Regions from separate parts of the Mus musculus genome. Here regions 2 and 3 are each linked to region 1. A link is a contact called in public Hi-C data. All regions are on one chromosome and are shown on one strand. Each heading gives the region's core, a stretch centred on a gene start, on an enhancer-like site or on the middle of the called end of the contact. The rest is flanking DNA. Distances are from core to core; before and after follow the strand shown. Region 1 has its middle 220 kb from the start of Gm32754. Region 2 has its middle 110 kb from the start of Gm32693. Region 3 has its middle 78 kb from the start of Mir7j.

Region 1 (4,846 bases), core at 1,135-3,634:
ATTATATTTAGGCATTTATTCTCTTTTATGTGTATGAAGGTTTCATATATATATGTGTGTGTGTGTGTGTGTGTGTGTGTGTGTGTGTGTGTGTGTGTGTGTGTGTATTGCACCACAGCACCACATGTGTGCCTAGTGAACTCATTGTCACATATTGTTTTGAATCACTCTGTTGGGACTAGGAACCGAACTCTGATCCTCTGCAAGAGCAACTGGTGTGCTTACTGCTGAGCTTTCTCTCAGGATCTCTCATACCTTTTGTGATTGACTTTTCATCAACTTGGATTATTTGGTTTGAAGAATTTCCCAATTTGGATATGTCTATGATATTATATGCATTTTTTAACTCTAGCTGTCTGCCTAAACCCTTTCTTCTGTATTTTCATTGACTTGATAGCTGAGAAGCATAGTGAGACACATGTTGGTAACAGAAGTAGTTAAAGAGAGACACTGGTGATTTGAATCAGAATGACCCCATAGGCTCAGGGGTTTGCATGCTGAGTTTTCTGCTGAAGAACTGTTTGGAAAGGAATAGGAGGTGTAGCCCTTGTTTGGGGAGGTATGTGTCTGTGAGTGGGCTCTAAGAAAGGCCCAATGGTTCTCTTCTCTTCTCTTCTCTTCTCTTCTCTTCTCTTCTCTTCTCTTCTCTTCTCTTCTCTTCTCTTCTCTTCTCTTCTCTCTCTCTCTCTCTCTCTCTCTCTCTCTCTCTCTCTCTCTCTGTGTGTGTGTGTGTGTGTGTGTGTGTGTGTCTGCTGCATGGGCATGATATGTAGTTATTTCTTCAGCAATGTGTTATCTGCCTGCTTGCCTGGTGCCAAGCTCCCCACCATGATGATATTGATTAACGCTCTGAAGATGTAAGCAAGCTCTTAGTTAAACACTTTCTTTTATGAGTGTTGCTTTAATCCTGGTGTCTCTTCATAGCAATGGAACAGCAAACTAAGACTAGTTGGTACCAGGACTGGGACATTTCTGTGACAGGCGCCTGAGGCCAGGCAGCTCCTGCACTGAGGCTCAGAGAGACTATTGTTTGAAATTTGAAAGTGAAGCCTAGATTGCATTGATGATATTAGAGATGTCAGAGTCTCGGGATGTCTGCTGACGAGAGCTGTTAACAGAAATGGAAATACCCCAAGAGACAAAAGTATATTGCCTGCAACAAAGCTGAAGGAGCTGGAGATCTGAGGACTACTTAGACACCTGAGATGGAGATGCAGAGTTTGGACTCTGTCCTGCTGGTTTCCCGTCTTGCTTTTGGTCCAGTATGTTTTCATTCTGCTCCTTTTCCTTCCTTTTGAGACGGCAATGAATATTCTGTGCCGTTTTATATTGGAAGTATATCGTCTGCTTTTTTGCTTTTATTTTTCATATAGAGTTACAGTTTGAGGTCGCCTCAGTCTCAGAAGAGACCTTGTACTTTTAAACAGTTTTAAGACTGAAAGACATTTGAAGTTGGACTGAATGCATGAGCATATTTTACATTATAATATAGTTATAAACCTATGAGGAGCACGGAGGGAACTGTGGTTTTTGAATGAGACTGCCCCCTATAAACTCACAAATTTGCATGCTTGGTCCTGATTGGAAAGAATTAAGAGGTGTGGCCTTGCTGGAGGTGTGTCACTAGGAGCAACCTTTAATACTTCAAAAGCCCACGTCTGGCTCAATGTATCTCTTGCTTCATGTTGTGGACGAATCTGCATGTAAAATCCTCTCAGCCACTTCTCCAAAAACGCTGTCCTTTCTGCTGAAGGCCCCAATCTTACGCAGTTTAAATACTCAGAATGCCTTCAATAAAGAAGCCAAATTCCCTTGAGAAAACTCCTTGTTAACACATAAAATTACATTGCTAATTTCTATATTTTCTCAAATGAATGATTTCCATTTATTAGAGTAACTGTGCAAGGGAAACAACGAAATAATAATTTTTTTTCAGATATATGAGACATTTGTGTCTCAGTTAATACAAATTCCAGGAAGAACAAAGGATACTGTGGGTCAGAGTAAAAACAGATAGGAATCACACTAAATGTAATCTTAGCTAAGACTAGCTAAGTAAATCAATGCAGCTTTTCACCTACACATAGATAATATCTCGATTTACGGGAAGCACAGTTGTAACAGATTCATTTGGCGGCTGGTGGAGTCCATTCATTGCTTATCAAACCTGTTGAAGAGAGAGTTACAACTAGAAAAAAAAAAAAGAGGAAGCAGAGATCACCAGAATTAACGTTCCCTACAAAAATAGGCAACCGAAGGCAAGACCACACTCGCAGTGGGATCATCACTGATTTGGATGAAGAAGTGTGGGTTATGCTCATGAATCCTCCTCATCAGCAGGCTCACTGCAGGGAACAGATGGGCTTGGAGAATGGCTTAGTGAGATGTTGATAGGAAGTGAAGTTTCTGTAATGCACATTTACATTGCTTGAGTAAACCAACACATCTATTGGTATGCAGAATGGAGCTGTTAATCTGGCAGATTGTATTTTGCTTAACACCAATAAGTAAAATCTATTAAGATTAGTTGCTTTCTGATTGCAAGGGTACCTTCACCATGCTACCTCTGCATCATATTCATCGTCTCATGCCATTCTTTAGTGTACATGAACCTTATCCTATTTCTTTATCACAGTATTGTGTTTCCACATGCCGAATACAAGTAATAAGTAGAATGTAGCAAGTTTTCTACATATTAGCAAGATAAATAGTGGAAGATGACACTATCCACAGAAATTCAGGGGCTTCTTACTTTCTTGTCATTTCAAACTGTCTAGTTTAACAAAATATATCGAAGTGTATGCTCAGAAGAGAAAGGTAGAATTTTACATTTGGTCTTTCTCTCAAACGAAAACTGGAAGAATTTAACCAAATTTACTGGATTTTTCATAGAAATCTATATGGGAAATAATTTATAATCTGCCTCAAAAAATATTAAATTAAATCAAGATCAATCATAGCCCTAAAATTAAAAAATAATTAAAAATTTTTTTAGGGAGAAACACAAAATATACATATACATAATAAGATGTGCATATACACATACATGTATACATAATAAATATATAATAAACACACAGGAAACTTATTACAAGCTAGTAGCAGAGAGGGTGGGCTGGTCAAGCAACATGGGGCAAGAAGAGCATCCACAGGTCCATATGAGATTGCACCGGAAGCTGGGAGGCAGAACATCTTAGGGCTTTTGCCTCCTCTCATAGACCCATTTCCTGTCAGTACTGTGTTTTCAGTTCCATGTCTGCTAGATGAGTATGATCTATGTGAGTGAGCTCTGTGTAATACAGAGAACAACAGAGGAAGACAAAGAATGATATGAATGATCAGCCTGATTTACCTCCTACAACATGTTTGTTTTGCCTCTGTGATAATAGTTGCAGATATATCACAATCCCTAAGGGAAAACATTGCAAAAGTTTGAACCTTTCAGTAGGGCACTGTCTGTGTGTTAATTTAAAGGACACTGCTTTCCCTAATTTAAAGGACACTGCTTTCCCTAGTCTTTATTCCTGTTTTGCCAAGAAAGATAGGAAGCTGTTTCTATAAGCATAAGTAGCACTAATTGCCAATGCTTTAAGTATGGAGAGGGGAGGCCTTAGAGATATGCAGAGGGTAGGCTGAGTCCCCCTTTTAGTTTTATGAGGTTCTTGTGACTCTGAAAAAGAAATTAGAGAGAAAGCAATGTAAGGGATTGGAGAATGGGTTTTTGTTGTTGTTGTTGTTGTTGTTGTTGTTTTTTATATATTCAAGGAGAGTGTGTGATTCTCAAAAGCACTGTGTCATAAGAATTTTTTAATAAAGATTTTTTTTTATGTTATGTGTATGACTACACTATTGCTCTCTTCAGACACACCAGAAGAGGGCATCAGATCCCACTACAGATAGTTGTGAGCCACCATGTGGTTGCTGGGAATTGAACTCAGGACCTCTGGAAGAGCAGTTTTAACCACTGAGCCATCTCAATTTCTAAGAGTCCGTTTCATGACAAACTTATGAAGGAGAGGGCTATTCTTGTGTCAGATAGGAAAAGGAAGGGAGACATTCATGGACTGTGTCAGGGCTTTTCCAGAATTCATTTATTCCCCTCTTCTGTCCTTTTAGGGACATTTCCAGATATGTCATTGCATAATGCACAATAAGAATGGCAAGAGTCAGTTTTGCAATTCCAATTTTACGGAGTTACCATTATACTGATGCAAATAGCAGCTAGCAGTTACCAATGACAGCCAGGTTAATCACAGCCAGTTCTTGTGTTTCCTTTCATTAGTGTCATTTTTATTATTATGATTACCTCAGGATCTAGATCCCTTGCATTTTTCCTCTTGTTTTCTCTACTCTTCCTTAAGCTTACAAGCAAAGACTTGCTTTGCACCTATTGCATTGGATTTCATGTAAATGAGTTGTTCTGTCTAAAATACATCCTCACTCTCTTACTAGTTATATATCAAAGGAAACAAGGTGATCCAGAATTCTTTTTCCTTATTACAGATAAGCCAGGATCCAGACAGGTTTTATGTCAGTGTTTTGGGGCTCTATTGTATGACTGTTGAGGTCTCGTCAGACACAGCCTTTCTTGCTGCATATGTGAGTAGAGAGAATCTGAAGATACTATTGTTTGTTACAGAGTGGATGCATTTCCCAAACCTTCAGTTGGTTTCTTCACACTGATGTAAGTATAATTATCTTAATTGTGGCATTTCAAGCTGTACAAATTAATAAATTGATACTTAAATTCCATTTGGTTACAGATACACAGTTACATATTTCTTCAGCCAGAAACTTGCTGTGGGAAAGAAAGGACTTCTTGAACTTGAACCTCTCACAGTCAGTG
Region 2 (4,846 bases), core at 1,372-3,871, 820 kb after region 1:
GAACTCAGAAATCTGCCTGCCTCTGCCTCCCAAATGCTGGGATTAAAGGTGTGTGCCACCACCGCCTAGCTGTGGCATTTTCCTGAGCAATGATTGACAGACGTGGGAGCCCCAAACTTATGTGAGCCAAGTGGTCTCTTGACTGGGACCTGCACTGTGTGATCAGGCAGGTAGAGTAAGCCATGGAAAGCAATACAGCAAAGCAGCTTTTTTTGCTTCAGTTCCTGCTTCTAGGTCCCTGCTTGAGTCTCTCTACCTTGACTTTCCTCAATGATAGATTGTGGCAATTAAGTATAGGTCAAATAGTCCTTATTCCTCCCCAGATTGCTTTTGGTCATGGTCTGTATGTATAACAGTGATAGAAAGCAAACTTAGAACACGAGACTCTTAGAGGCTTGCAGCTGCTGCTCTGTCAATAGGCTTTATCTGGACCCTTTGCTCATCACTTCCTCTTTTTGACTACAGTTTCTTTTATCCCAGTTAATAACCCACAGGTCCTTAAAGAAAGCCAGACCCATTCCTAAGTATTGACTCCTGATACACCTCCTATTGGTACTACCAGTGAAAAAGCATAGCCTTTAGATTTCCATTTTTACTATGCAAAGTGTACCATCTACACCATAACAACCTGCCTTTGAGTTGTGATTGGCTTTAAATTTTATTTAGAGTGACAGTGATAATGATTTATCAACAGAGTTAATCTTCTGGGGCAGTAAAGCACTGGCCCAGACAACATGGGTTCAAAATCCACCTCTCCCACTTAATCAGGCACTTACTTAACTTTTCTTCTCTTTAGTTCCCAGCCCTGTGGCCAGCTGCTTTAGGCGTAACCTATAGGATAAGTGTGAGGATTACATCACCTGGCTTATAGCATATTCATAAATGTTGAAGAAACAGCTATGAGGTGCCAAGGTATTGTGCTTGACCTGCCATACAGAGTCATTTGCTTTTATTACCAATGCTTTTCAATGGAAATCTTGGCCTTGTTTCACAATAGTACCAAGGAGAACTCACTTCTCTTAGTAAATGCAATCTTAGGCAGGGGCTTTGCTATGCATCACAGAAATCTCAGAATTTTAGAACAGAAAGGCACTTTTAGGAAGAGACTGTCAAGTTACACAAGGCTAATTAACTTAAAAATCAGTTGGCAATACTTATCAATCTGCTTAATGACATTGAAAATGCTCCTTGCTCAAGTATAGTTTCCATCTATGCTTGGGTAGTGTTAGCTTGAGGGATTTTGACAAACTTTTACAATGCTTGTTTTACCTACTTTTGGGGGTTCTAAAGTATCTCACCTAGCTAAGATGAACTGTTTTAACTGTTATAAAATTAATTTTAAAAACTGAAAAACTTTATCTAAAAAATTCTTAAGTGTGGCATCATACTGTATAAATAGTGATTTATCTACAATACATTTTTATTAGTAATATGATTATTTATTAGGCTAATGGGTATTTCAAGGAATTGGAAATCAGAAGAATTGGTTATAGACAAGCTGAAGCCCAAATCTCTTTTACAATTGTGTGTGAAAGTAGCAGCATCGATTTGAGCTGACGTCATGTTGATGAGTTGTCTTTGTGATGAAATTCAGCTGTGGCTCAACCTACTGCTACATCTGCTGTGATGACTCTTAGCTTCAAATCTGTGACAGATTTCCAGACTTGCAGCCCATGTGCCCACCTTGGCTGACCCTTACCATGTGGCGAGAATCTTTTGTTTCCCCCTGCACTGACTAGACAAGACCAGAGCAATCTGGTTCCACCTGGCTCTCAACTCACACTGATATGCTCTATGTAATATTGTGGCTTCCTTCCAGTTTTCCTGTTTTGGTAAGGAACCTTTCAAACAACGTCTCCTCCGATAATAAGTACTTTGAGCATCAGATGTTCCAAGTGTAGAAAAGACAATTAATTAAATTGTGGAGGTATGAGAATTTGCCTATGAGAAGAAAACACATGAGATTTCACAGATATAGTAATGAATCAACAGTCTCTTTCTTTAAATGATGGCAAACACATGGGAACTTTTTAAAAATCAGTTTTGCTCTCCTTGATTCCTGCTCTTACAAGGAAAGAGCCAATTCTCTCCTGCTTTTACTCAATAAATTTCCATTCCAAGGTTACAAAGTTGAGGGTAGTCTTTTTTTTTTTTAATAATAAGAGTGTTTGGCTTCCCTGGCATTGAGAAGGTGAGGAACTGCTAGGCGTCAGGAGTTTGTTTAAAATTCTGTCTGACTAAGTGACGATGCGGACACATTGGTCCCATTGTGGTGTAACTACTAGTGTGGAAACTGTCATCTGCCAACAAGTAATGGTGGTCATAGCTCACTGCCACTCCAACTGCTCACAGTCCGGCTCAGCCTGCCTCCCTGAGCTATAGCCAGCTGTCAGGAATGACACAGCTGCCATCTTATTTACTGCCATAAGCTTTCTTGGCACTGTGGATGCAGACGCTGCTGAGATGGCGCCTGCCATTGGCTGTAAAAGGTACAGGAAAGAGAGCCTCCGAGGAACCCTGGGAAGGTGCAACATGTTCCAGCCACCTGACAGTGGAAGCAGCCGGTCCTGAGTCTCTGAGCTTGTTCTTTGTTGACTGATAAGATTGGACAAGGCACAGTAGGCCCTCCAGAACTCCTATTCAGACTGTTTTAATTGAATGCGTCACTGACAAGGCACAATCACTTGGGCTGTGGCATCTATTCCAAATGAAACAATTGTTTTAAAGTAATTGCTCTGACAAGTCGGCTGGCAGCCATGGAGGGTAAGATGCATGTGTTGCTATGAGAAGAGACAGAAAACATGTTCCCTGTAATTGCCATGACTGAGCTTTTAAACTTTCCCTTTTATTCCACATGAAATGCATCCTTTAAAAAAACCTCTGATTTGAATAAACATTGAGCAATTCTGGAGGCCCCTCTTTGCTTTTCACGTTTATTATGCGTGGAAAAGGCTTGCTTAGAGTATCTAGCCACAACATTTTACAATGGATTCAAACGGGAGGAAAAAAAGGAAGTGCGAAGGGCCCACTTATTTCTGAGTTTCGGAAAGACTCTCTCGTGGTTAGCAAGTGTTGATATAAGGATGGCAATTATGCAACATAAGACAGAAGGCCAATTACATCACCTTGTTAGCATATCCAGACCCAAATTTCCACAGTATGCAAGTGGCTTCTCCAGAGAGTCACTATGTCTACGAGAGCCAAAAGAAGCAGCTTTTTACATTTATCACACCTACACAAAGGACTGCAAGGTAAATAATCCACTCTGGTGCACAGTCTTTGTTTATCTAGAATAGAACGTGTCTCTTTTTATGTGGAAAACAATTATCATTGTAATACAGCTTTGTGAATGATTTAATATATAGAATATTGTACTATTGTATTTTATATTGTAATCTTAATATAAGAATTAACCATGTATGTATGTTTCAGATTAATAAAAAAAGCAACATTCTTACCCATCCTCAATTTTCATCATATCTTCCCACACAGAATAGTTTTCCTATGAAATCACAGCTAGCATGAAAGTTCTAATTAATTCCCCTAATGCTTTCTTATAGGAACTAGAGTTTCTCCTATGAGGTACCAGGCACATCCAGCTACTATAGAGAGAGGTTAAACCTGTGTGTTTAGTGATGATATTGCTGGGTTTGAAACCTTGATTGTGACATTGCTTCCCTAAGGAAAGGATTCTATCCATTCATTTCTGCATCTGCTCTGTAAGTATTCCATGTTGCCGTGCATGGAATGCCATTCCCAGTCTCAGGGATATAACAAGGAACAAACCAAATATGATAAAACTGCAGAAAAATTGGTTAACAAATAAAAACCATAGTTCTCGTTTGAGGTATTTGCAATAAAGAAGGATAAGATGATGGGAAATAGACAGGAGATGGAGAAGGATCAATAACATTTTAGATGGAATTGCATGGCAAGGTTTTGTTGTTATTTGTTTTGTTTTAAGTTTGGGATTTTTTGTTTTGTTTTGGGGGGGGGGGTTGCTGGTGTTTTGCTTTATTTTTGTTTGTTGTTTGTTTTGAGTTGGCATTTAGTTATTTGAAGCCGATTGGGGGTAGAAAATGCTGTGAAGAGGATTCCAGACGCGGAAAAGAGAAAAGCATGCCTAAGTCTCAGTTGAGAGAAGTATACCTCCGTACATTTAAGGAAGAGCAAAATGCCATAGAGGAGACTCAGAGGAAACTTATCAGTAACAGTCAGGTAGGTAGAGAGTGGCCAGCTCTATCTACCCTTAATGGTCTCAGACATAAAAGACCTCCACATAAGGCATGATATGGGAATCCATGACCTCCTGTGGGTCTGGAGATCATCGCTCCAAACTTTGTAAGAAGAGTGGACTCTGAGCAACGAGACACGAAAGGGAAGACAGTCATCTTGCAGTCATAAGTAACCGTGGAGAGAGGGCAGCAGCCTTGACAGTGCCTGTTGCTGCAGAGGTGGTGAGAGCTGAGCACGTTATTGGATGACGAATTTGATGCAGGATGCAAGGGAAGGACCTTTCAAGTGTGATTACATCGGTCTACAGAGTTTAAGTGAAAAGGGATATGCTAACTGCTAAGACAGGACACATTGGGAGAGGGGATAATATAGGGGGATTAAAATAATCTATTTTTAGGCTGCATGTGAAAAATGCAGGGCATCCTTAGTGTCTGGTCCACCATAACTTTTCTATAAACTCTACACATCGTTATGGTAACCGCCATCACCACTGACTGACTAACCACCAAGGCCTGGAATTTTTATTTCCTAAATAAGTCTCACAAGCATATTTCCCTCTCTGCATATATAGAAGTGAGTTAGTTGAACCCCCTATGTCTTTCATGTGGTC
Region 3 (4,846 bases), core at 1,678-4,177, 750 kb after region 1:
TGGTCAACAAACAAGCAAACAGCAAAGTATTAGTCAATCTACATACATGCTTACTGTATGAAGTCATCATCACAAATATATAGTAGAATCAAAACTCGTTAGGATAGAAAGAATTGGTTCTTCACTTAAAAAAATGTTAATGCAGAAATGTGTCTCCTCTTAATATTTCAAATGGAGAAGATTTTACTTATGATACGTTCTCTTGAAAAGACCTGCACACCATGTACACTGTTTTCAGGCATTTATAAGGCTTTTGAAAGTTTTAAATTACTTTAAAATCATCTCCAGCCCCATCCTTCATGCAGTGAGGGAGATAGGCCTCCCTAGGGGTGCCTTCTCTTTGAGTACCTGTGAGTCTGAGTCACGCGCTGTTGAAGACTCTCTTATGGCATGATGTAAGGCACCGAATTCGGTACCAGCTGCAGTCTCCACATGCTTTTCTGCTCTGGTTTCAGAAAAACACATTGCAGTAGACACATCCGAAGATGATGAATGTAGGGAGCGCCGTGGCAGAGGCCCATGCTCTGTAGGAAAGGATGCAGACAGTCAGTCAGATGGGGAGTTTAAAAGGGCATCCTGGCTGCCTAAGCAATCTCAAAACCATCAAAAGTGATAAATCTAGTGATAGTCTTAGGTCATGTTCCAACTTCAACGCTGGAACATAACCAAAGTTCAATTCGTGATCCAATTTCTCTTCTACACACTCCCACCGTAGAGGTTGCCTGTTGGCAATATCACTTTTGCTCATGGGGGCTCTACCAACTCTTCATAAAATCAGTGAACCCTACCAGTTCACAGCTGTTTGTTACTTCAAACTTTGGTTTTTATCTAATTGTTCAATATTCTCTTTTTATAATTCTATCACTATTTTTCATTAATTATATGCGTGTCCTCTGCTACCCAGATCCGTTTTCCATGTCTGCTTAAACTCAGTCAGATATCCAAACTATGTTGACAGTGTTTTAACAAAATAAGTTTTATTATAAAAAATAAATAATTTGTTTCATTCTACTTCCTAATTACCTGCTAGCTCTGAGAATTTGATTTGTTAGCACTCTACAGGTTTTTTCGTGACTACTGTCCCGGGCACTGTGCTAGATACTGGCTGTGGATTTCATTGACTTGAACTGATAAGCTACTGATGGTAAAGTACTCCTGAGTCTAAATGGAAAGATCCATAGCAATAATGAGAAAGGCATTTTGAGGGAAATGTCAGAAACTTAGGAATATCTGGCATACTGTACCACACAATCCCAGCCCAACAGTTCAGATAAGAGATGGTGATCTGGAAGGTTAACAGCATTGCAGATGATAAGTGTTTTAAGAAGTGTAGCAAAAGGCAAAAGAATAGTCACTTGAAGCAAATGAACAGTTGCACAGGAAGGATCATGACAGCACATCTCCGTCATTCATCAGTTCCGTTCACCTCTCCCAAACACACTAAGACAGACACAGGCACTTTTGTGGTAGAAGAAAATATATCATTCTCTATTAACACTAAGCTTTATATCTACTATTAGCATTCAAAGCTCCTTTGACCCCCATCCCACTGCAGGCTCCAAGCACTCTTTATGGGATAACAGTTTCCTGCTTTCTAGAATCGTGACGTTTGGGAGGAGGAAAAGAGATATGTACAAGCAAGATCTGGAAGGGAATACACCTTGCCAAGCCCCAGAAATAATCCAATCTGGCCACTGTAGCTTGCTGTTTATTAGCATTGGAGCAGAAGCACCGTGAAATCAATTTATTCAGAAATAGAAATTCTCTGATTCAAAATTACCAGTGGCAATGGTTGCTTCCTTTTTAAAAAGTATGAACACTGTGAAAGAAGCAGAGCTCGAAACCAAATCTCGAGTCGTGTGGGGGAATATGCTAGGAGCTGGGGCTTCTTTGCCTTAGTGTTTTTTTAAGTTTTCTAAGATAGACTTGTGTGATCCTCACAGTCTTGAGAACACAATGCTCTCCAAAATAATGTGTGGGGTGGGGGGGCTGAAGCAAACTAGGTCAGTTGTATGGTTTCAGCAGACAAGAGGACAGCTGGGATCTTGCACTTTTGGATTTGGTTCAAAGATGAAGTAGAATTGATTGTTTTACATTGGAATTGTCATACGAGCGCACAGACTTTGAAGGGAGAGGCTGTTGGTTGAAATATATAGCTCAGGGAAAAAAATTGAAGACTGAAGCATCATTAAAAGAAGCATTTTACTAGAAAACAAAACCCTTCTGGGAGGCCTAGGAAATAGGAAATGCAACATTTTTGGTTGTAAAATCACAAGTATGCTATAAGATTTAACTTCAACATTTATGTCATTGTTTATATAATTGTAATTAATATAGCCTAAAAATATTCAGGTAGCCTGGTACAAGGTAAAAAAAAAATTAAGTTCTATAAATAGCAGTTGCCAAGAGGGTAAAGAACTATAAGAAGTGAGATTAATAAAAACAAGTCAATGGCTAATAAGAAAAAGCTTCATTTCATTTAAATTCAACCGTGCCCCTGGCATTGGTTTTGGCAATAATTAGAAGCTGAAGAGGATATTAGCATCTCTACTTTTTCTTTGTGGATTGCCTTCCTGTGGTAAGTTACATGTAAACAACTATGTGTGGTAGTTTGCAGGCAAGGTGCCCTATTTTGCTCAAAACCTACCTACAATGACCTTTCCCTTCTCAAAGTGGTGATTCACTAAGAAACTTGCAGTACTTTGTTCTTGAAATTTAAAAGCTAGTCCATACTCTCTAAGTGTGCGGAAGGGATGCCTTGGCATATCTGGGAGCGAGAATAAACAGTTAAAAAGTTGCTGACTTTGCTTAGTGGCTCTTTAATAAAGTGCATCTCCTTCACTGGAACGGAAGCAAATAGAACCAAAAGCTATATTCATTGGCTGCTAGACAGGGACCAGAACTACAGCGCTTGGCAAGTGCTATTGTTTTTCAAGTCTTACTGACACCTGGTGGCTGCAACTATACAAGCTGCAGTAAACAAAGATGGACCTTTAATTTTAAATGTGCATTCATTCCTTGAGAATTTTATACAGTGCATGCTGATCATATTTACATGCCTCACCAACTTCTATCTCCTCACCCTCTGTTTTTCTTCAAATTGTTGTTACTTATGGAACAATAGAAATAGAAATAAAACCTACTTATTTCATTTAGAGTTATATATGTATAGATGCCAAGCACTTGGTATTGGAAAATCAAGAAGCTCATAACTGGGGAAACCTTTTTCTCTTTCTTCTTAGCCATTAAGTGCCTATTGTTTCTCTTCTAGGGAAAGGCTTACATGCCATCTGGTATTGTAATAATTGAGGTCTTGTTTAGGCACCCATATTGCTGATATTCTCTTAATTCAGTTTCCCTGTCATATACAGAAAACATAAATTCAAAGGAGTTGGCAATGCCCTCTGGCTTTTACCCACCCCCTCACTTCCAAGGTGTTTTATGAGCCTTGGATACAGGGGTTGTACTAGAACAATGGAAGATGGGCATCCCACAGTCATTTTGACTATTTATGTCTTTCTGTAATGATCTCTATCTGATGCTCTAAAGCTAGCTCCTCTGTGAGGTGTGAGAGCTGAACTTATCTGTGAGTATCTGTGAATATTTATAATGAATTTCAAGATTAAACTGGTTTAGGGAAACTGAGAGGACTAGGTTTCATCTAAGTTTATGGCTTATCAGCCTTGGGAAGTTGGATAGGTTTATAGTACCAGGTCATTGTAGCTTCCCGTTGTTGTGCTTCAGAGGTGGCACAGCTAGGTGGGCCTGTGGATTGCTTTCCTCCCTCCTCAGCTCCCTTCACCTGCTGACAGATAGAAGCTAGTACTCGAGCAGGAGCCTTCCAGGTCAGCTTTAGCTCAGTTCCCATAAAGTCCTGTGTCTGAAGTGTGTGGTGTTTTTAGCAATAAAAATTACCTTCAAATTCTGGGAGCAACCAAGGAAAATGACAAGAACTCATAGTAGGTTTCACCCTTTCCTGACCAACAACTCAAAAGGAGGTTTCTTGGGTCCAGTACTAGGGTTTTTGTTAGAAAGTCTAAGGATCTTGAGAGAGTATTATCCTCTCAGGTAGGATAGATTTATGTTTTAACAGCCTATGGTACTGTGGAAACTAGTACCCAGGTCAATTCCTCTCTCTCTCTCTCTCTCTCTCTCTCTCTCTCTCTCTCTCTCTCTCTCTCTCTCTCTCTCTCTCCCTCTCTCTCTCTCTCTCTCTCTCTCTCTCTCTCTCTCTCTCACACACACACACACACACTTTCTTTTCTTGGTAATATTGGATATTTTATAAGTAGAAGAACAAATTTAGATCTGTACCTATCATATATCATCTTGCTCAAAAGTTTACTCCAAGTGGGTCAATCACCTCAATATGAAACAAGAAACACTGAGTTAATGAACTGTTAGATAAAAACGTAGCCAGTGTCCTACAAGGTCTAGATCTAGATGGTTTTCTAAATAGGAGCCCATTTTCCCGGGAATTAAGAGCAATCAACATGTGGGACTTCATAACACTAAAATGCTTATGTACAGCAAATGAAATAATCAACTAAAGAGGACGCCTTTTAATATCCAGAATATATTAAAATATACAAAACACAAGGAAGCAAGAAAACAAATGAACTAATTAAGAGCAGGCAATGGACTTGAAAAGAGAAGTCCCAAATGAGGAAATGAAAATACCTAAAGGATACCATAAAAAAAGTCAACATCATTAGGAACGAGGGACATGCACTTTGTAACTATTTTGAGATGTCATCTGACCCACGTCAGTATGCCTAAGATGAGGAAAACAATTGACAACAAATGCTGGCGAGATGGGGAAACAAGAACACTCATTCATTACTGG

What was found. Hi-C and Micro-C count contacts between places; a contact is called where the count stands out from the background.
Region 2: a contact with region 1 is called in a Hi-C map of cerebellar granule neurons, with 4 times the contacts expected there. The contact joins two enhancer-like sites. A contact is called at or near these places in 2 of 484 Hi-C or Micro-C datasets (cerebellar granule neurons and cerebellum).
Region 3: a contact with region 1 is called in a Hi-C map of cerebellum, with 4 times the contacts expected there. The contact joins two enhancer-like sites. A contact is called at or near these places in 2 of 484 Hi-C or Micro-C datasets (cerebellar granule neurons and cerebellum).

What each region holds. Positions count from the first base shown.
Region 1 is chr3:140,699,874-140,704,719 of GRCm38.p6, reverse strand. No RefSeq gene overlaps it. Among named protein-coding and RNA genes, the nearest start is that of Gm32754, 220 kb to the left of the region's middle. Within about 2 kb of position 2,384, at least 4 of the 459 cell types and tissues checked have an H3K27ac peak or open chromatin away from gene starts, as enhancers often do. A contact at or near this core is called in cerebellar granule neurons and cerebellum, where this site is marked.
Region 2 is chr3:139,884,331-139,889,176 of GRCm38.p6, reverse strand. No RefSeq gene overlaps it. Among named protein-coding and RNA genes, the nearest start is that of Gm32693, 110 kb to the right of the region's middle. Within about 2 kb of position 2,621, at least 40 of the 459 cell types and tissues checked have an H3K27ac peak or open chromatin away from gene starts, as enhancers often do. A contact at or near this core is called in cerebellar granule neurons and cerebellum, where this site is marked.
Region 3 is chr3:139,947,337-139,952,182 of GRCm38.p6, reverse strand. No RefSeq gene overlaps it. Among named protein-coding and RNA genes, the nearest start is that of Mir7j, 78 kb to the left of the region's middle. Within about 2 kb of position 2,927, at least 2 of the 459 cell types and tissues checked have an H3K27ac peak or open chromatin away from gene starts, as enhancers often do. A contact at or near this core is called in cerebellar granule neurons and cerebellum, where this site is marked.